4 separate regions of the Mus musculus genome follow, and regions 1, 3 and 4 are each linked to region 2. Evidence: chromatin contacts called from public HiCAR-type and promoter capture Hi-C data. All regions are on one chromosome and are shown on one strand. Each heading gives the region's core, a stretch centred on a gene start, on an enhancer-like site or on the middle of the called end of the contact. The rest is flanking DNA. Distances are from core to core; before and after follow the strand shown.

Region 1 (5,200 bases), core at 1,902-4,401, 1.2 Mb before region 2:
AGCCAGCAGGTATGCGATGACTATTCTTAATTGCCAACTTGATTATATCTGGAATGAGCTACAATCCAGAAATGGAGAACACACCTGTGATCTGGATCTTGAGACAGAAAGAGAACATGCCTTTGACCCAGATCTTGAGGTGGGAGGACACACGCTTTTGATTCAGATAGACGCACACCTTTAATCTAGATCTTGTAGTACATCTTTAATCTGAGCTATACCTTCTGCTGGAGGTCTATATAAGGGCAATGGAAGAAGGAAGGGCTCATTCATTCTTTGCCTGCTTACACTCACTTGGCCAGCACATCCATCTGACCGGAGCTTATATCTTTTGGATTCCATCTCGTACAGAAGACCAGCTTAGACACCCAGCCTCTTAAGACTGAACAACTACTAGATTCCTGAACTTCAGAGTCACAGCTGGCTATTGTTGGATGAACTGACTTATAGCCTGCAAGTCATTTCAACAAATTTCATATATATATATATATATATATATATATATCTCATACATATATATTATTTTCATTATTGTACGGTATTATCATATCTTTATCCATGGATATGATTTATAGTATGTGAAAACACTGTCCATGTGAATGGCAGGCATATATATATGTGTGTGTGTGTATATATTACATACAATATAATATGTAATACATACAATATAATATACAACATATGGTTCCAAGAGCTAGTTATAAAACTGTACACCACATGCCATGTTTCCCTAACTCTTTTGGAAATGCTCAAATTTACATTTTCTCTTGTAAAATGTTTCCCTGTTTTTTTTTTGTTTGTTTGTTTGTTTTGTTTTGTTTTTTGTTTGGTTTGGTTTGGTTTGGTTTTGTTATTGGCCTGTGCCATTTTTCAGCCCTGTGTGTCATTGTGTTTTAACTTGTTATTCTCTACGGTCATGGCTTTGGACATCTGTCCTCCCATCAATAATCAAAATGTTATAAGTTCCTAACGCTGTGCCACAGTCTGCTCATGCCTTACTTTTATAATAGGACTATCATGCCTGTTTGTAGAAAGATAAGACTGAATGGAGGGAAACTCTGAACTATATCAGCAAATAAAATTTATGTGGTAGCTTTGAAGTGGAAAATTTTGATTTCTTTAAAAACTCAATTGTGTCATGTGGTGTTTTTCTGGAAACTGTCTTATGATCTTTTGCTGAAAACAGACATTTCAGAGGGTGTATGGTGTTTACAAAGACTACTGCTATGATGTGCCACGCAATGCCTTACTTACTGGTCTTCACTGGTCTTCACTGGTCTTCACTTACTAGAGAGAAACGTTCAAAAGAACTTCTTGTGGTATTCTGGTTGATGCCGTGGCTTCTGCTGACTCATGCTGATTCCGCAGAGCTTTGCTGTTTCTGCTGGATCACATGGCGGTTTCTGACTCATGTTAGGTGTTTGCTATTGAACTGAACTGCTGTTAACCTGACAACCAAGAGTGGAGTCACCTGAGGGAGCTACTTCTCAACAGGTCCTCAACCCTCTTTTCCTAGTAACCTTTTTTTCCCTCTCCTACCTCCAGTCAGTAGGCTAGAAGGGAAGTTGATGTGTTTAAGAACTCTAAATAAAATCGGCCTTAAAAAAATTAAGACTACATAGATGTGTAGAACATATACAATATAGCTTTTTTATTTTGACAAAAACAAAAAGAATATTTCAGATATCTGGAACATCACTTCAAGGTTTCCTTGGCTCTCAACAGCTCTCAGAAGGTTCTGATTGGAAGCTATTTGCCATTATTATCACCAAGTCTGGATTTGTTTGTACTGATGCTCTTCACAGCCTTCCACGAACAGCACCCAGCTGGCAAGGAGGGTGATTAATTTAAGAATCCTCATCCCAAGCATCTCGCATGGTTTCTGGTTAACGGCGGTAAACCACGTGCTTATATCCCGGTGTTACCTGGTGTTATGGGCTCTTTGTGTTCTTAAGTTTCGGGAGAAGGCGATGGCCCTGGAAGGTCCCCTATGTTTTCAGGAAGGCAGGCCACACACCGAAGGACAAACTAGAAGGGATTTGGAATTTGGAATGATTCTCTTCTGTTTGAGTAAAGAGAGGCTTCTAACCGGGCCGGGGTGGCGCATGCCTTTAATCCCAGCACTCGAGAGGTAGAGGCAGGTGGATTTCTGCGTTAGAGGCCAGCCTGGTCTACCGGGTGAGTTCCAGGACAGCCAGGGCTATGCAGAGAAACCGTGCCTCTTTTGTTCATGATTATCACTTTGTTGTTGTTGTTGTTGTTGTTGTTTTCTTCCAGGTGCTCAAAAGGCCATACCCCGTGCCCAATAGTAAAATGTTTCTCATAGCCCATTCCCAGTAGTGAAATACTTCTCAAAGTGGAAAATACAGAGCGTGACAATTCTCTGAACTGGGAGGCAAGCTGCAGTTAATGAAACCTTAGTCTTTTCACCTGGCGGAAGGGAGGGAGGCTGCTCATTGCCTTCCCCCACAGCAAGAAAAAAGTGCCCCAGGCAGACAACTGGCCTGTCCCCAACCCTCACTGCTGGTTCAGAGATCACCCTTTGCTACAATCACCTGATTTCCATATCTTGATTTGAGAAGCCTGGCTCTGGGGATGATTTCCTACGTGTTTTTTTTTTTTGTTTTGTTTTTTGTTTTTTGTTTTTTGTTTTTTGTTTTTTTGTTTTTTTTCCAGCGCGGAAGCTTTAGAGTCAGAGTTCTTAGTTGACGTTTTGTTTGTTTTTTGTTTTAGTTACCTCCCTTGAAAGAACAAAAGTGTATTCATCACTTCAAACTTTTTTTCTTTCTAACTAAGGATTTGCCTGACACAAGATCCTGATCCCTGGAATGTTCCACCCTGGTAGACTTTAACATTCTCAGTATCAATGCTTTGCCCATGGCCAGCTGTACCCAGACAAAGCACCCTGGGGGACTCAAGTTCTAGACTCAGAGAAAGAATAAAGCTGGCCCAAACACTACTGTAAACAAGCCTCCCTCTCAAGGATAAACTTGAAAGACCGTGCATTACAAAGCCATAAAGAAGTGGGTAATGGGGAAGGGTTCACTCAGGTGGCTTCAATGAGCTTCAATACAGAGAAGTCAGGACCTAGCCACAGCTTTGAAACTCCAAGCCAAACTTATTCTGAGCTCACACACAAACCTCCCCCCTCAAAGAGCTCAGCAGCGGTAAGACCGCTGGCCCTGGCGCAGCTTGGGGGTGATTGAAAGAAGAAGCGGGGACACCCCTTTTGGCTCTCCTCCCTCCCACCACTAGCATGGGCTTCGCTTTGGAGCGTCTCGCGGAAGCCGTGGACCCCGCTTTCCAGTGCCAGCTACTGTGTGGCCAGGTACTGGAGGAGCCCGCGTGCACGCCTTGCGGGCACGTCTTCTGCGCCAGCTGCCTGCTGCCCTGGGCGGCGGGGAGACGCTGGTGCCCGCTGCAGTGCCAGCCGCTGGCGCCGGGCGAGCTGTACCGGGTGCTGCCGCTGCGCAGCCTGGTCCAGCAACTGCGCGTGCAGTGCAACTACAGCGGACAGGGCTGTGGCCACAGGGGCGACTGCGGGTGCTGGCAGTGCACATCCAGCGCTGCGCCTTCGGCCCTGCCAGCGGCTGTGACAGCCACTGCCCAGGCGGCTGCGGAGGCGGCGGGGAGGAAAAGCACCCGGCGACCAAGACCTGCTGGAGTGGGGACGCGCGTGAGGGGCCACCCGGACCTGGAGGTCGGCCTCTGGTTGTCGCCTGCTGTCGGGGTGGGGAAGACGCGGCGGGCGCAGGTCAGCTTGTTGCAGCGCAGGTATCAGGAGAAGTTGGCTCTGTACATGGCGCACACGCGCAACTTCGTCGGGAACCCGGGAGGCCGCGGCCAGGTAAGCCCAGGGGAATGAACCCCAGAGCACGGTTGGGATGGGAAGGGGAGCGTCTTCCCGACTGTTGAGGACTCCTTATGGAGGTGCCATCCCTTTTTCAGAGCTGCATCTGATTATGCTCTGCCACCTTCATCTGCATCGCTGCCCCAGAAACACCGTTTAGGATTAAGGGAGTCAAACTCAACTTCTCCAGGAGGAGAAATTGAGTGAACTCTTTTCCCATCCACACTCTGTTCTCATCTTCCACTCCCCTGCTCACCTAAGCTGCCCATCTTTCGCGTCCTTGGCCTGTGCCTGGAGCAAATTCTATAAGTAAACCGGTTAATTGGCTGTGAGAGACTTATTTTCTCTGCCAAAATATGCCTATCAGTTAACTACCCACCCTTTCCTCAGCTCAGGGGCCTCGAGGGATGGTGGTGACAGAGATACCGACCTTCCCTGTTGATTCCTCTCTCCTGACCTCACGAGACCTTATTGGTGGCCAGTGTGCCTGTTATTACCTGGGGACCTGTCCCAGGACAAGAACAAAGGCCTGAAGTCACAGTGCCTCCTTGAGTACCTGGCAGAGGCAGCTGTCTTCCCTACTTCATGGAAGGGGCTAGTCCTGAGCTGCGAGCTGCAGCCTGGGTAGAGAGACGTGTTTATCAGCTGTCTTCAGTTGGTGTTTGACTTGAACGGTCTCTGGCAGAGCAAGCAAGATTTGACAGAACTTGTACCCCCTACTCAAGTGCTGTTTTCACTTCTTCTACACGCCCCCCCCCACACACACCCCCCCGGGGAGGAGCAAGAGAGGGCTTCCGTTTGGGACTGGTTGCTTAGATCTGCCTCCCACCCTGGCCCTCTGTTTTAACCTTCCTACCCCTAGTCTGAAAAACAATGTGAGAGAAGCTGCTCTGATTATACGATGCACATGGAGCATACTTGGGTAAAAATGCCGTTGCATAACACAGCACCTTGTGCAGTTAGTTAATGGAGAGAATAAAAATTAAAAAGACTGGAGGCTACATGAGTTCCCTAGTCTGCTTGTGTATAGGATAATCTTCATTCCAATGGATGAGCTAGAGAAAAGCACACACGTTTGCTATGCACTGCCAGTCCATGATTCAATGCTGGCTGAAAGGAGCAACCGTTAGAATTACAGAATAAAGAACTAACTACAGCATCCCACCAAACTGTGCTTCTATGCCAGGGCTGTCCTATGCTGCAACCCTTTAATACCTCATGTTGTGGTGACCCGCAACCATAAAATTATTTTGCTACATCATAACTGTAATTTTGCTACTGTTATGAATCATAATGTAAATATCTGATAATGTGATTCCAGCAAAGGGGTTGCAACCCATAGATTGAGAA
Region 2 (4,837 bases), core at 1,182-3,681:
TAGCTTGTATTAGGTGTTCCTTTCATAACCCAAGCTGACTCATTACAGCCAAGAGTGAACCCATGGTCTTTGGTTATAAAAAAAAAAATAATAAAGTCAACCCTTTAAGCTTCATTGGGCAGAACTGGTTGATTTGTCACTTTAGTGACATATAGCAGTTTTCTCTTCAAAAGAGTCCATGAATCAACAGGCTCACTCCGTGGTAACTCTCTAACTAGAACTAAATTAAGAATGAAAAAAAATTAAATTACTAAACTCATTCACTCATATCAGCCTGTCCATCTTTAGACATCATTCTGCGTACCCCCTCCCCTCCCCCAACTGCCCTTCCTTTCTAGGGCCTATTTAGAAACATGAGAATTCATTCACAAGTCATAATTATTATTTCAAATTATCAGTAAGTATGCTATCTCTTAACTGAGGGCAACACATCCATTTATTTCTAGTGCCTTTTGTGTATAGCCCTTGCAGTGTTAACCTTTAAATCTTTAGTATAAACATTTCTGGACGCGCTTATAAAATATCCCGACTCCCTGGTTGATGGCATTTAGGGCTCTCTGGTACCAGCAGGTGTTATATTTTTCTTTCTTCCGGCTCCAGCTGGCTCCAGTGATAGATTCTTGTTCCAGCCACCTAGGCTAGGACCACATTGGAGGCAAAATGAACCCAGCTCTACCAGACAGCAAGATAAATGGCTGTTGTTTAAGTTTTAAATCCCCTGGTGGGAGTAAATATTGTTCTAGGGAGAAAGGCTTGACAAACATTGCGTCATCCTTACGGAGCTGTCTTGATTAAAACAGAATTTTTAGATTAGGTTGGTCTTAATCTAAAAGTGTATCTATCTTGCTGTCAGGGTTTTTTTTGGTCCTCCCCCCCTTTCTATTCTAAAAACAGACATATTGTTAGGGATGGTCAAACACGGCTGACACCTCCCAAGGGGCCCGGTCCCACTCTTGGTAATAGAAGGCCTCCGAACACTGATACTTTACTGAGGATAATGGCGACAGCAAAGGCTTAGTCAGAAAAAGGCCAGTTGTCACCTAAGTGACAGGCAACAGCTGAGCTCACACATCTGGAGCTAGAGGAGGGCAAACCTTTGCAGCCCTCACTCTGTCTACACCTTGAGCCTGTCTGAAGAGACAGATGAAGTTTCTTTCGTCCGAAAGTACATTAAAAATATCTGATGGCGAACCATGTCAATTATATAACATCAGCGCAGACACTGCCTTCCCAAAGCGCTGATTAAAACCAGGCGGCAGACAGAACTGTTCAGGGACAGATAGGAGATACAATTTCATCAAGTATAATTTGTCATTCATAAAACCTACCCTAAAAGCCACAAATGCAACATTCTTTTTTTTTTTTTTTTTTTTTTTTTTTTTTTTTTTTTTTTTTTTTTTTTTTAAACAGCACAAGTGCACTTGGGCTCCGCCAGCGATTTTTACACATGCTCCTTTTAGGCCGGTTCGCGGTGCGTTCTTCTCCTTGATCCTGGCTGCAGTTCTGCCTCTGACACGTTTTAAAACCAGGAACCAAGTGCGTCAGGCTTAAGACTCTGAGTCCTACAGGGGCGGGCTGGGACTCAAAGCTGTGCCAGCCGTCCCCACGACCTCCCGGGTACACCCCCCGTCTTCAGTCTCCCGAACGCAATCTGTGGACAATTTTCCCAAAGTCCCAAAAATAACACGGCCCTGCCAATAGTCGTTGGCGATGCCGTTTGTTTTTCTTAGAGGGCAATGAAAACTCAACAGCTTTCTGCTGCATCCCGAGTCCCGCTCCTGCTAATTATTAACAGACCTAGTTTCTTCAACTTTTTCTGCCAGAAGGGAGGACGTCGCGGCTCCCCTCCTCTCCCACGGGCGAGCTGCGTGCAGAGCAGGGGTCTCCACCGAGGGCAGGCTGCGGCTGCCTCTCCAGGGCAGGCAGCCCTTCCCGGGCACGCTAGGCGCCTAGTCTCCCCGCCGACGCCAGTAGGTGACAGGCGATCCTCAGCCACTCACCCTCGCCTCCCCGATCTCGCGTGGCCGGGCTCCGGGCCATGCAGCTGGCCTCGGCGCAGGGGGAACCTGGCTGCCACGCAGCACGAGGGGGCCGTGTGCCCAGCCTCTAGGCAGCCACAGCCCAGCAGCTCTTCTCGTGCGGTCCCCGCGCTCCCAAACCGCCGGACGTCCCACCCCGCGCCGTGACAACGCGGCCCGAGCCGCGGCGCCCCTCGCCACTCACCCCACGCGCGAGAGGCGGCCGCGCGGTCCTCGGCGGTGGCGTTGAGAGCTGCGGTCCTCCGCGTCAGGCGCGCTCCCGCGTGCGCAGCCCCGGGAGCGTCCGCAGCCGGGCCCGTAGCGCTGCGGCCGCGCGGTCCAGGTCAGCGCAGGCGGCGCGGGGCTTGCAAGGTGGTGGCGGCTCCCGGGCCGCTGCTCGGCTGCAGGCGGAGTGCGCGCTCCAGTCCCGGCCGCTGCAGAGCACCCGCCCCCGGCCGTCGCGCCGGCGCCAGCGAAATCCCGGAGCGCGGACGCAGGGGATCCAGGCGGCTCTGCGCGCCCACGCGCACAGTGCGGGGCCGCGATCCCTCCCGCGAGGCAGCACCGGCCGGGCTGCGGTCTGCAGGCCCGCCAGTCTCCGCCCCGCCCCGCCTCCGATTCTGTGCCCTTTTTAATGCTGTTGCCCAGGTTCAGCCAATAATCCAGATGGATTGATTGCCAGATAGGAAAGGTGAAGGAGAGGAAAAGGCGAACCCAATTTCCTCTGATCAAACACTTTGATGGGGTCCCTATTAGGGTTCCCTTTCCTTTGGGGGCGTGTACAGAGGGCACGAGTTAATTAAACTCTGAATTCCTTCCGGAGCTCTCGCCTCTGATAAACCCACCTGGACTCGATCCTATTTTGTGTAATTCCCCAGACTGGCCTTACTTAAGTCAGCTCCACAGCCAAGGGGTGAGATTTCAGATCAGGAAGGCCAAAGTGATCGTTTCAAGGAAAAAGCCTGAGGGTTACAGCTGAGGACCCTCGAGGACCGCGGTGTCTGGGGCCAGGACCAAGTTAGCAGGGTGCACTAGATGCAGGGTCCAAAGCCTTCATTCCACCATGAGGATAATTTTTCATTGACCAAGCCACTCTCCGTGTTTTCACTGTACCCGGTTCCCAGGGCTGGGCTGGGCTGGGCTGTCAGGCTCAGTCGCCCACGGTCAACAGGGACTCTGGCTGTTTCAAAGTTCTGCCCTGACATTTGCAGGGCCCCTTAAACCTTATCCTCTTACCTTCTCTACTCCCGGATCTGTGGAATGGACACTATGATCCCATATCTCAGAGGGCAGAGCCCACTGCAGCTGGTAATGACAACTTGACATGTGTCCCTACAAAGCTGGACCTTTGTGGACCTCCCTATGTCTTCTAAACCTTCCAAGATGCTGAAAGAAGCATCCTCCAGGACGAGAAGGCTTTGAGTGTTGCGAGTAGAGAGGATGACCTTGATTGATGGATTTGTATCTCTTTGAGGATAACCAAAGCTGACCGACCATTTTAGGACTTTCTCTGGTAGCAAGCATTTTCCATTTCTTTGGTGGCGAAGCAAAGAGAGCTTCGTTAAAAATGAAGCCAATGGATTACGAAGATGTAAAGTGACGATAACTAAAGTCAAACGAGGGAGCTCCAAAGCTAGAGTCTGTTTTCCTCACCTCTTACTCCTCAGTCGGTTAACATCCTGGATGCTACTGACTGGCACAGGCTGCTGCTATTGAAACCCTCTCCCTCGTGACCCAAGCCTTTTCGCTCCTCAGCATTTCCTTGGCCTTGGCCTTTAAAGTTGTATCTCTTCATCTTGTCCGTACAAATACTTCTTTTAAGCTATAAGCATGGAGATACTAACTAACCTTTCTGCCGGAGAAAACCGGCAAAAAATTGACTCATTTCATGTCTAGACATAGTGGAAAATTAGTACTTTTAAAGGGCGAATTCTACTGTCTTTATTAACGTCTTGGATTTCTATGTTTTTTCCCCCTTAAAACTTCAAAGTACATTGGGTTTTCAAAAATTAAAAATTGAGCGATGTAGTGGGTTTATCAACACAGTCTCCTCCCTTCTGCGGCAGAGTAGGGTAGGAGAAGCTAGAGGAAAGGCTATACTGTGTAGCCTGCACTTGGACCTCCCTATTAAAAGGAGAACGTGTTCTGTATGTTATAGTATGACATGAGTGTGGTTGCAGAGGGCTTGCAGCTGTTATATCCCAGAAGCTCTCCTTAAAACTGAGCATCGATTATGAGATGTGGTGCAAACACATCATGCACGAGGATCCTCTCAAGAAGTGGTGACCTCTGTACTAGAAACAATGTACTAGAAACAAACATCTTTGTAGCCAACACTTGCTTTTCAAAGCAAGATGCTCAAGAAATGACTTGGGCAGTCCAAGGGATGGTCTGAGATGAGAGTAAACTGATTTTACATCCTAAGCCCCATCATTTACCAAACGGAGTCTAAAGGGGTGTCATTAGCATCAATGACCCTAAGTTCCTCCTTGGTAAAGAGGATGATACCCAAGTCCGAGAACTATCCAATTCCTGGGCTATTAGCCTGCAGACTTTATGGATGACGTCTCTAGATCACTTCTTTTCTCACTCATCTTCCCTTACTCCTGCCCCCATGCAAAACCCCACAAATTAGAAAAAAGGCACCCTTTTGTCAGTACTAGGGACCAAACACAGGGCCTCTTGCTTTCTAGGCAACTGAGCAAAACTTTCCTATTTTAAAGGTTGCACGGGCTGGCTTTGAAGAACCTGAGATCATCTCTCAGCCTCCCGAGTCACTATGGGTACGGGCGCACGCCACTATGCCTGGCATAAGAAAA
Region 3 (4,835 bases), core at 657-3,156, 1.5 Mb before region 2:
AAAACCCGGCGAGAGTACCTTATTTGAAAATAAATACGCCTGGTGAGATAGAAATAATCTGAATGCAATTAATAACTCTTTGTGTGCATGCACACACATGTTTATGAGGTCAGGAAATACACAACCAGCAGTATGTGCTTAGAAAGAAATAACCTCCAAAAAAGCCAGTTTATCCTTGCTTGCCCGTAACGCATCTATAATGCTAATACTTGTTCAGTGAAGAACGAAGGGATAAGAAGAGGAAATGGTGGAGTTTTTAGTAGTCTGCTCATTGACTGTTGCAATGCTCATGAAACTGAATATTCAGTATTTTTTCCCCTTTCATTCTATGCTTTCTCCTCCCAGAGGAGAGTGTATTGGAAGGCAGCACAAAGCCCAGGTAGTTTAGATTTATTGAACAATCAAGAGATACTAACATTGAAAACTCATTCCCTACTAGGCTGTTTGCTAATTTTTGTCCTGCCAGGCTCCCGTTCCGAGTTCTGCATCTCATTGCTGCTCAGCTTTGTTACAGGGCAGAAAATATGGATGGCACAGGACAAGCGCACTGTAATCCAGGAATTTGGTGCAGTTCAGTAGGAAAACTGGAGTGTGTATTAAAGGAAGAAGATAGAAAGCTAGCAGGCATGTTATGGGGGGGTGGGCAGGGAACAACTCAGGAGCTGTTGATACTTTGTAGCAATTGCAAGACTATCTCTGGCAAACAGATCGAATCAATTGTTCCTTGTATATTACACCCCCCCCTCCTCTTCTGTAAAGACTGAGTCTTACAGTGCTGTAAAGAGAATACAGCAAGATGGACCCGATGGTATTAAAAATCTGAGCACTGACCATCTGCACTTAGCTTTGGGTAGCATCAGCCTTCTCTTTGGTCCAGGAGGCTGGTCTTTTACCAACCCATCCATGTACATTCATTCTTTCTTATGTTCAGCATGCGTTAAGATGGTTAAGTTACCTAGCTAGAAGACAAATGGAGCTCTTTGGAAGAAGTGGGTGTCTTCTTTCCTCAATAGGTCCTGAGAGAACACACTACTCCAATTTTATTTACAGTTCTCCTTGGTCTTTCGCTAAGGAGTCCCTCAGATATAGCTTTCTGGTTCCACCTGGATAGATAGCAGAGGTGACACTTGAGCACAAAGGCATTTTGCCCTCTTAAAAAACAGACTTAGGTTCACCCAGCTGTCTGGTTTCATATACCCCCCCCCCCCCCCCCACAACTTGAGCATGTGAGAGACTGGTTATCGATCAGTATTGTGCCATTACTTTAAATAAACACTTGTCACCCACGGAATTGCCCATGGCAAATGTCTCAGTTTGCTTTACTCTGAACGTTTATTTTATAGCATTTTCCCCCATTTTAAATACAGGACCCTATGTAAGCAAATTTTGGTTAAATGGTATATAGAGTTTCTACAATTTTTGCTCTGAGGAAATCTTTCATGACCTATGTGGTCAATGATAGGCAACTGCAAAGGAACAAAATCACCATTTCTGATTTGACTGCGATTTCTTTCCGCTTAATTGTGCATCCCGTTTTCTGTTTCTTCACTGAAGTCCACGTTCATACTGAGCATTTTTTTTTGCCTCTGCTGGTGCCCCTGGTTGAATCTCCAGGAGCAGAGAATCTCTTTTAAAAGTTCCAGAGATCTGGCTTTGGCAGATCCTCCCTCCCTCTTGGAACCTTTAATGGTAGTTTCTAAGGGTAGTTTCCCTTCTCAGAGGCCCTCTGACCCAGAAGCAGAAGGTTTTCAATCCGCGGACTACAAGGACTCTTCGCTGGTGGGCTCAGAAGCTAAGAGTCAGTCCACAGAAACCCTAGAGTTGAGAATGACATCTCCTCTGTCCAATCAAAGGTGCAAGTTTCCCTCCGGTCCCCGCCTCCTCTCCCCGCGGCCCCAATAACTGCACTCTGAGGCCCCGGCTACTGCTGTCAAGTAGCTAGGGTGGGCTCCGCCTAAGCGAGGAGTGGCGCTGGGCTGGTGGGAGATGCGCTCCCAGCTGTTTGCAGCGGGAGCGGGAAAGCTGTAGGGCCAGGCAGCGAGGAGGCGACAGGAGTGGGGAACAGGTAGGAGGCAGGCTCGCCCTTCTGCAGAGCACAGGGAACGCGTGCTTCCCTGAGGCCACCCAGCCCCTGCCCCGCCCTGGTTACCCCGGCTCCCGGGGTCGCTGTAGCTGTCACCGCGACACCTATGACACCAATCAGAAGATGGGATGGAGGGGGTGGTGATGGTCTGGATGCTGGAGCCGGGGTGATGCACCGGGAAGGGTTGCTGAAAGGGGCCCCAAGGGGCACTGCGTCTGGGCAACTTTCCTCGCAGACGCAGCAGCTTGCTGCGGGGTCAGGCCTGGGGTTTGCCCTGTCGATGAGGTTGGGGGCTGGGGTCGCAGACGTGCCAGCTGCAGGAGCCGCGGGTCCTGTGAGCTCTTCAACTGCTCCGCATGCGGGGCGCCGCCTGCTCCCCTCCCCCGCACCTGCGGGGTACCCTCCAGCACAGCGCTGGCTGCCGGTGATGGCCATGAGGAAGGCAGGGGCTTGTACTTCCCCTGGCTAAAAACCAGCTCCCTTAGGGCTTGGTGACTGGGGAGAATCTCCGCATTTTCTGATGTATCCAATCTGAGGGAAAGCCAACGTACCTCCTCCACAAGGTTCTGCGGATTGGGCAGGGCAGAAAGGCAGTTTCCCACCGGCCTCGCTGTTTCCTACGGGGAACTACCACTTCATCTAATCAAGTGGCTGTGTCAGGATGAGCTCCAAAGCATCCTCCCTGGGTGACCGCATTTGGGCACTGGGTGTTGGCCCAGTGCCGATTCCTGCTGGAATCAGATTGCTGGTAGCAGTAGGGAGAAGAATTGCAGGGAAATCAGATACCCTGCTGGGAAAAATCCTGGGGGGAAAATAGGAATGGTGGGAAAGAAGCAAGAAGTGAGAGGTGTAGCCATTTCTGGCTGTCCTTTTTCTCCCCCCATGCCAAATCCAGCATGGGCATCAGTATGTGTGCCTGTGTGTGCACATCTCCAAGGTGGAGGAGCTATATATAGCTCCTGCGCAGCCAGCCGGTTTCTTTGCTGCTGAGCAGGCTGCCTTGGTCTTCTCAAGCAATCTGCAAGCACGGGGTGGGAGGGGTAAAATAGAATCAGATTCTTCATTGGGGGGGCGGGGGGGAAGCCAGGGAAGAGAGAAACTCAGAGTAACAACCCCCTCCCTACCTTCACACTCGGGATAACGTTTCTGTAGCTTACAGAAAGGGATGTATTCCAAAATTATTATTATTTTGAATGGATTTCTGGGTTTTATCCCACGTTTTTCGGATTCATGGTGCATATCGACCATTGCAGCTTGAAGTATATAAAGGCATCACATTAGTATATATCATATCTACAATAGTTTATTAATTCACTGGTGCACAATATTGTGCGCATGCTTGTATATCTTGGCTATTTGGAAATAAATTTATCTGTGTGGTAACTTGTAGCTAGCTACTCTCTGGGGTCTGGAAAGGACCCACCCACTTTTCAGGATGCAGGATTGTGGAACTGGTATGACCATCTGAGATAGTTTTGATGTAGTTCCTTGGACGCATCTTTCTTGTGGCTTATATAAATTTGTGCCGACATGATATTTCAGACGTATTTGTATTGCATGGACCTTCCTTTTATAAATGTTTGTACATTTATTTTTTTTTCCGTAAATTCAAAAAAAAATTGAGATTCAGGAGGAACAAATAGTGGGCTTAAAATCTGTCACAAATCTCAACTCTACTATTACTAAAGTCTACTGTGCATTCCTCTTCAAATATAAGACTCTGCAGTTTTCCGTAATTATTAGTCCCTGTAATAAATTTAAATAGTGTTGATATCAGCAAAAATATGTGCTGGGGTAACTTTTTTCTTTATATGCTTCAGAATTAATTTCTGAACTCCTAGATATTCTAATATATCAGAGGGGAGCTGGTGTTGAATTTGCCACCCCAACTGCCTGATTATCTGATTTGGGGAGTGTTTCATTCTTAGTTTTACTCTCATGGTATTCCAGGAAAGAATAACAGAGTTGGCATCTAGGTTTGTCAGGAAGCTTTTCTTAAATATCTGAGCATGTTTGCACTGTGGGAGTGGGAACACAGTTGACTGTGAATAAGCAGAGCTACTACTGATTATTATACAGAATCCACATTTATCAACTACATGCCGTTTTTAAAGCTACAACCTGGATCGCCTTGGACGATAATACAAGTGGAAACCTTGTCCATCACACTTAGTCTTATGTGGTTAACCTTATGTAGTACTTGTTTCATTATCTAGCTAGACAAAGAAATGCATTTCTGAAAAAAGGTTTTACTAATTATTTTTTTTTTTTTTTGAGAAAACTAGACTTTCCTAGAAAAAGGGAACCCCAGTTGAAAAATCACCATTCTCACTATCTTAGTCAGGGTTTCTATTCCTGCAGACAATATCATGACCAGGAAGCAAGTTAGGGAGGAAAGGGTTTATTCAGCTTACACTTCCACATTGTTGTTGATCCCCAAAGGAAGTCAGGACTGGAACTCAAGCAGGTCAGGAAGCAGGAGCTGAGGCAGAGGCCATGGAGGGATGTTCCTTACTGGCTTGCTTCCCCTGGCTTGCTCAGCCTGCTCTCTTATAGAACCCAGGTGTAGCATCACCCACAATGGGCTCTCCCAACCTTGATCACTAACTGATAAAATGCCTTACAGCTGGATCTCATGGAGACATTTCCTCAAGGGAGGCTCTTTTCTCTGTGATAACTCCAGTTTGTGTCAAGTTGACACATAAAACCAGCCAGTACACTCACCCTTTCCTGTTCCCTCAGTATTTTCTTA
Region 4 (5,237 bases), core at 1,367-3,866, 1.0 Mb after region 2:
TGACTGTGCAACCCTCACGCTCCCTGATAGATGGAGAAGGTATATGAGAGGCTGAAAGCATGGTGGCTTTCTAGTCCTTGCTCTTTTTGTCTTGAGATCTGGAGTGAACTGCTGGGCTCTGCTCACGAACGTAACCAGGGGGCAACTATGCCTCATGCAGTTGCCACACATAGTCAGAGAGCCAATAAGTCGAGCTTTTTTTTTTTTTTCCGAGACAGGGTTTCTCTGTGTAGCCCTGGCTGTCCTGGAACTCACTCTGTAGACCAGGTTGGTCTCGAACTCAGAAATCCGCCTGCCTCTGCCTCCCGAGTGCTGGGATTAAAGGCGTGTCCCACCACGCCCAGCTTAAGTCGAGTTTTTATATCTATAATTCACCCAGTAGGACCCAAGCCAAATGCTGTGTTGCCAGGTCTCTGAATGAGGCTAACCCAGAGCATCTAGATGGCTGCCCAAGTAAAGCCTGTTAGCTTCTGGGAGGAGGTAAAGATGGGGTGCTCGTACTAAGGTTGTCTCAGGCCTTCTCCTTGACGTGGCTGGCTGGAGAACGGAACCCCAGACGCCCAAGCATATTCCTTAAGTTACTACTAGATAGGGAATGGTCTAGAGGTAAAGGTGACAAACTGGAAACCGAGGCCAGGGAAAGCCGAATTTTCAAGTTTGGACTTACTGAACAGTCTTTGAAGCAGAGATCCAGGAAAATACGACATACAGAGTACACATGAAAACAGTTACACCGTTTAATACCTGTTTGGGGGAAAAGAATCCTAATTATAATAGTAAGAGTGCAGTAGAGTCTGAGAATTCATCGGAGAAAGTAATCTCTAACTCACTGAAGGATTCCTGGAGTTCACTGGGTATTAAGGGGGGAATGGTAAGATTTTGTCTCTGCCCCCAGGCAGCTCAAAGAATGGTGGTGGTGGTGGTGGTGGTGGTGGTGGTGGTGGAGAGTTAAGATAAACTGGAAAAAAAAAAGTAAAAACCAAATATCACAGTGAAATGCACAGAATGCTGACATAGGATGCACACAAGGAAATTTGTAGACACACCATGAAAGAGACTTGCTAAGCCACAGTTTCCAGAAAATAAACTATGACCACTGTCACTTGCAAAAATGTGAAGCCAGCAGGAGGGACAGCAGAGCCCCCTAGGACTTGCTCTCCATGGCCACTTCAAGTCCGCAGATATCGCAGCTGCCTCTGCTTCCTAAAACTCACTTCTGAATCCTCAGTCCAGCCAGGAAAAGGGTTGCCCTGGCCTTCCTAAATGTGCTGCTGTTGGCACCCAAGAATGATCTCCTTTTCCATTCCACAGTACAGACTGTGATCATTCCCATTAGCACCAGCTGTCAGTATGCAGTAGCTAGCTATGTGCATGCTGGATATAGCAACGTTTAACACATTAAAGCAGCCAGCAAGCTGAGGTAGCGGTTGCTATTAGGGGCTGAGTAAGCAGCAGACATGAGGAAAGAGAGGGGTTCCTTAGGCCAAGTCAAAGGTTCCTCCTGACACATGCTGCAGAGAACTAGACAACCCACACCAATGACAAGCATTGGGGAGATGTGCTTATGTGTACATGTGTGCATGAGTGTATGTGTGCTCACGTATTTGTGCAATGTATACATTATCGTATATTTGTATTTATGTGTGCGTGTATGTATCTATGTACACACACTATTTCTGTACAGACAACTATCTATATATGCATATATACAGAGACACAGCCATGTACCAATCTGTCTATATGGGCACACATATTTACATATATGCATATGTGTGCATCTATATATACATACACATATATGTATGTATACGCACATAAGTGAAGATATATGCACAAATACACATAAATATATATGCATATACACATATAAATTTACATATGTACAGACACACACAGAGATACACACACATATATATGCATATACACACAGACACAGACACACACACATGTATGTATGTGTACATGCATATGTGAATATATATACATCCATACACAAATATATATGCATATACACACATAAATTTACATATACACAGACACACAGAGATACACACACATGTGCGTATACCCATACATATACACAAGACACATAAATATATATGCATATACACATATAAATTTACATATACACAGACACACACAGAGATACACACACATATATATGCATATACATATATATATGTGTATATATATACACACACACACACACACACACACACACACACAGACACACACACAGACACACATAGACCGACATACAGACACACACAGGCACAGACCCTCTGCCCACCCCCACCCTTCACACAGCCGCAGGCAGGGATGCTGTGTGACCGAGGTCGCCTTAGAAAGTTAGCGGTCCCAGCTGCTGGCAGGCGCAGGTTCCCCGCAGGGTGCTGCTGATGCGGTTCCAGCAGGCCATGGCCGGGTGGCGCTCTCCCTAGGCCGCCGCAGCGCCCCTGCCCTGCTGTGCCCTGCCGTGCCCTGCCGTGCCCTGCCCCGCCCCGCCCGGTCCGGTCCGGTCTGGCTCCGCAGAGGCGCGGCAGGCGGGCGGGCGTGGCGGCATGTGCCCGGCGCGGTCCGGGGCCGACTCTGCGGCGCGGCGGGAGCGGCGAGGGCGGCCAGCGTAGGCGGCGGCGTGGGCCGCGGTATTTATAGCCAGGTGACAGCAGCGCGCCGCGGCCCGTGTCGCCGCTCGTCCTGCGTCCGCCGCGGTGGCCGAGCCGCGCGCCCTCCGGTGAGTACGCGGCGGCCCGCAGCCCTCGGCCCGCAGTCCCGGGCGCACAGGCAGGCCGGATCCCCGCAGCCCCGCAGCCCCGCGTGCCCCCGGGCCGGGGACGCGGGAGCCGGCCGGGGACCGAGCCAGCCGAGGCTCCGGGGGACCGGCCGCGGGCAGCCCGAACTTTCCCGCTCCACCGATTCCGGGGCGCAGGGACCCAAGCCCCCGGCTGCCTGCCTGCCGGGGAAAGGAACAGGTTGCATTTCCTCCGTGTCCTTTCGGGAAGGAAATGGGAAGGCCTGTGTGTTTGCGAACTCCATCGTGACTGAATTAAAAAAACTAGTTTTCCATTTCTATTTTGAAAAATACCACAGGCCCGCGGCTGTGTGTGACCCGTGAGAGAACATCTAGCCTGCTATGATTCATTCTACCCTCTGTGGAACATCGGTGTGTGTGTGTGTGTGTGTGTGTGTGTGTGTGTGTGTGTGTGTGTGTTTGTGTGTGTGTGATACTTACCTTGATATTAGTGTATGGACACAAAGAACAAAGTGAGTTGAAGTATGTAAAATATGAGGTACCCCCACCTCAGTCTTGGAAGCTTTTATGGTTTGATTTGCATTCTGTAGCAAGTTGTAATTTACTGAATATAGTGGTAAAATCTATGTAAAAACTATTTCTGTTGTATCTATCATCCATCCATCCATTGATTGATCAATCAATCGATCCATCTGGATATAGTATCTTTCTATTCCCTCAACCTTTGTAGTTTAAGAGCAACTGGGGATTTTGACTCAGCCGTTCGCCACTGCTTGCTCTCCCATTCTCCATATAATTCTTGTGATTAAAAAAAAAAGTACCCATCAGTTTTTCTTAATTTGCTTTAAACTGCCAGTCACTTAAAAGGTAACTCCGGGCTTGAATGAACTTTAATCAGCCCGTTGAGTTTTGTTGTCTTGGAGTAAGACCTCAACAAGCAAATGGCCCGAAGGGCAGTCTGTGCTTTCTTAAAGGGTCAGTCCAATGGTCACGTCTCCACTTTATAACCCAATAGGACGGGCTGGTCCCCACCTCACCATTACACTGGGATGCTGTCTTTCTGGAAGACCTTCAAACCAACTTCACTCTTCGCTTCTGGGTTAAAAAGCTTGCTTATCGATGTCCCAAGGTCTGCAAGGATAAAAACACCGGAGGAGGAAAATTACTAAACTTTGATACAATGTGACGAGAAAGGATGTGATTTACCAATGTGATGCTGCAAATTAGTTGGGTACCACAGATACCATCCAGGTCCCTATCCAGAGGCACTTAGGTGGTTACATTGATTGCTTGAGAAAGCTTTGCTTTATTTAAAAGGCTGTGTGGTCTTTGGACGGGACTGAAAGCAAGGGCCCCAGATGTACTTCTGTGATTGCTGTTTGCACGATAAAACCTGTCATGGGTGCTGGGTTATACAAAGTGCTCTGCTCCTCCCCGCACCTGTCCTTGGCTTGTTTGGTTTTGAAGTGAAAGGGGTGGAACTCAGAATCTTGACAGTCAAGGGTTGCCTCCACCTGCAGAGCTTCTCATACTCGTCCACTTATCTGTCAGTTTGAGGTAAAGGTTTGTGTTTCTCTTGAGGCCCCTCCTTACCTAGGTCTGGTCCAGGAAATATATACAGATTTGGCTTATCCACTTTTCTTCCGTCTCTCCTTTCACGGAGTTGGACATTCCAGGACTGGAAACTCTCTCTGGACATGAATCCTCCTCTTCTTCCCAAGACACTGGCCTGTTACCCGTCTGTCTATCATGTCTGTGTGTTCTGCTCACCATCAGAAAGCGCTGAGTGATGAGTAGGTCTGGTCTTCCCATCCTTCGTAGATGGCAACACAATGCTAACTGGAATGTATGCATCTGGGCTACATAGAAGCGGGTATGCTTGTTTGTATCCGTTGGCAACAACATGGCCATGGGCAGAGGGTGCCTTGTTGAATCTCTGTGTCCTTACCAGATGGTTGGTGTAAGGACTAATTGAGATAATACGTGAGAAAAATAAAGCCCTACACGTACGAATCACAGAAAATGTCAATATCAACTGTATTTTCTATATCCGCTGAAGTTCTGTTTACCTCAGGAAATCGGTTTTCCAGCTCAGAAAAATGGCGCTTTCATCTAGATTTTTGCCTGGACCATCCATCCCTCCCCACATCCAGTCTACTGGTAAACCCACTGCTTCTGCTGCTGCTGCTGCTGCTGCTGCTGCTGCTGCTTCTCCTCCTCCTCCTCCTCCTCCTCCTCCTCCTCCTCCTCCTCCTCCTCCTTAATGTTTCTAGAAGCAGAGCTTTGTAAACTGCCTAGACCTCAACCTGTTTTTCACCACCTGTCTCTCATGGGCCATTTGTCTTCCTCATGAGCTTCTCTGCTTCTTCCCTTTGCCCTCCTGCAGAGTGTTTGGAGCAGCAGGCCCTGTGACCCTGGTGACAGCAGGGGATAGTGTCATGGCCCTGCTTCACTCTGCCTGAGCCTGCTACCAGGCCTGTTCTCT

Evidence for each region. Promoter capture Hi-C pulls out the DNA fragments that hold promoters and counts their contacts. HiCAR-type assays count read pairs that join an accessible place to other places.
Region 1: a contact with region 2 is called in a promoter capture Hi-C map of embryonic stem cells, with 5 times the contacts expected there. The contact joins the promoter of Pdzrn4 here to the promoter of Prickle1 in region 2. A contact is called at or near these places in 3 of 39 promoter capture datasets (the C10 cell line, embryonic stem cells and pre-B cells) and 1 of 484 Hi-C or Micro-C datasets (embryonic stem cells).
Region 3: a HiCAR-type map of astrocytes shows a contact between it and region 2, with 2.3 times the contacts expected there. The contact joins the promoter of Cntn1 here to the promoter of Prickle1 in region 2.
Region 4: a promoter capture Hi-C map of liver shows a contact between it and region 2, with 6 times the contacts expected there. The contact joins the promoter of Tmem117 here to the promoter of Prickle1 in region 2. A contact is called at or near these places in 5 of 39 promoter capture datasets (the C10 cell line, hippocampal neurons, liver and 2 more), 1 of 484 Hi-C or Micro-C datasets (cortical neurons) and 1 of 115 datasets of contacts at active chromatin or transcription factors (astrocytes).

Annotation. Positions count from the first base shown.
Region 1 is chr15:92,393,659-92,398,858 of GRCm38.p6, forward strand. Pdzrn4 (PDZ domain containing RING finger 4) reads left to right here and starts at 3,152. Exons shown (of 10, transcript NM_001164593.1): 1 at 3,152-3,847. The coding sequence starts at 3,257.
Region 2 is chr15:93,593,471-93,598,307 of GRCm38.p6, forward strand. It overlaps Prickle1 (prickle planar cell polarity protein 1), which reads right to left and starts at 2,432. Exons shown (of 8, transcript NM_001033217.5): 1 at 2,224-2,432.
Region 3 is chr15:92,049,259-92,054,093 of GRCm38.p6, forward strand. Cntn1 (contactin 1) reads left to right here and starts at 1,907. Exons shown (of 24, transcript NM_001159648.1): 1 at 1,907-2,065.
Region 4 is chr15:94,626,569-94,631,805 of GRCm38.p6, forward strand. It overlaps Tmem117 (transmembrane protein 117), which reads left to right and starts at 2,617. Exons shown (of 8, transcript NM_178789.4): 1 at 2,617-2,734.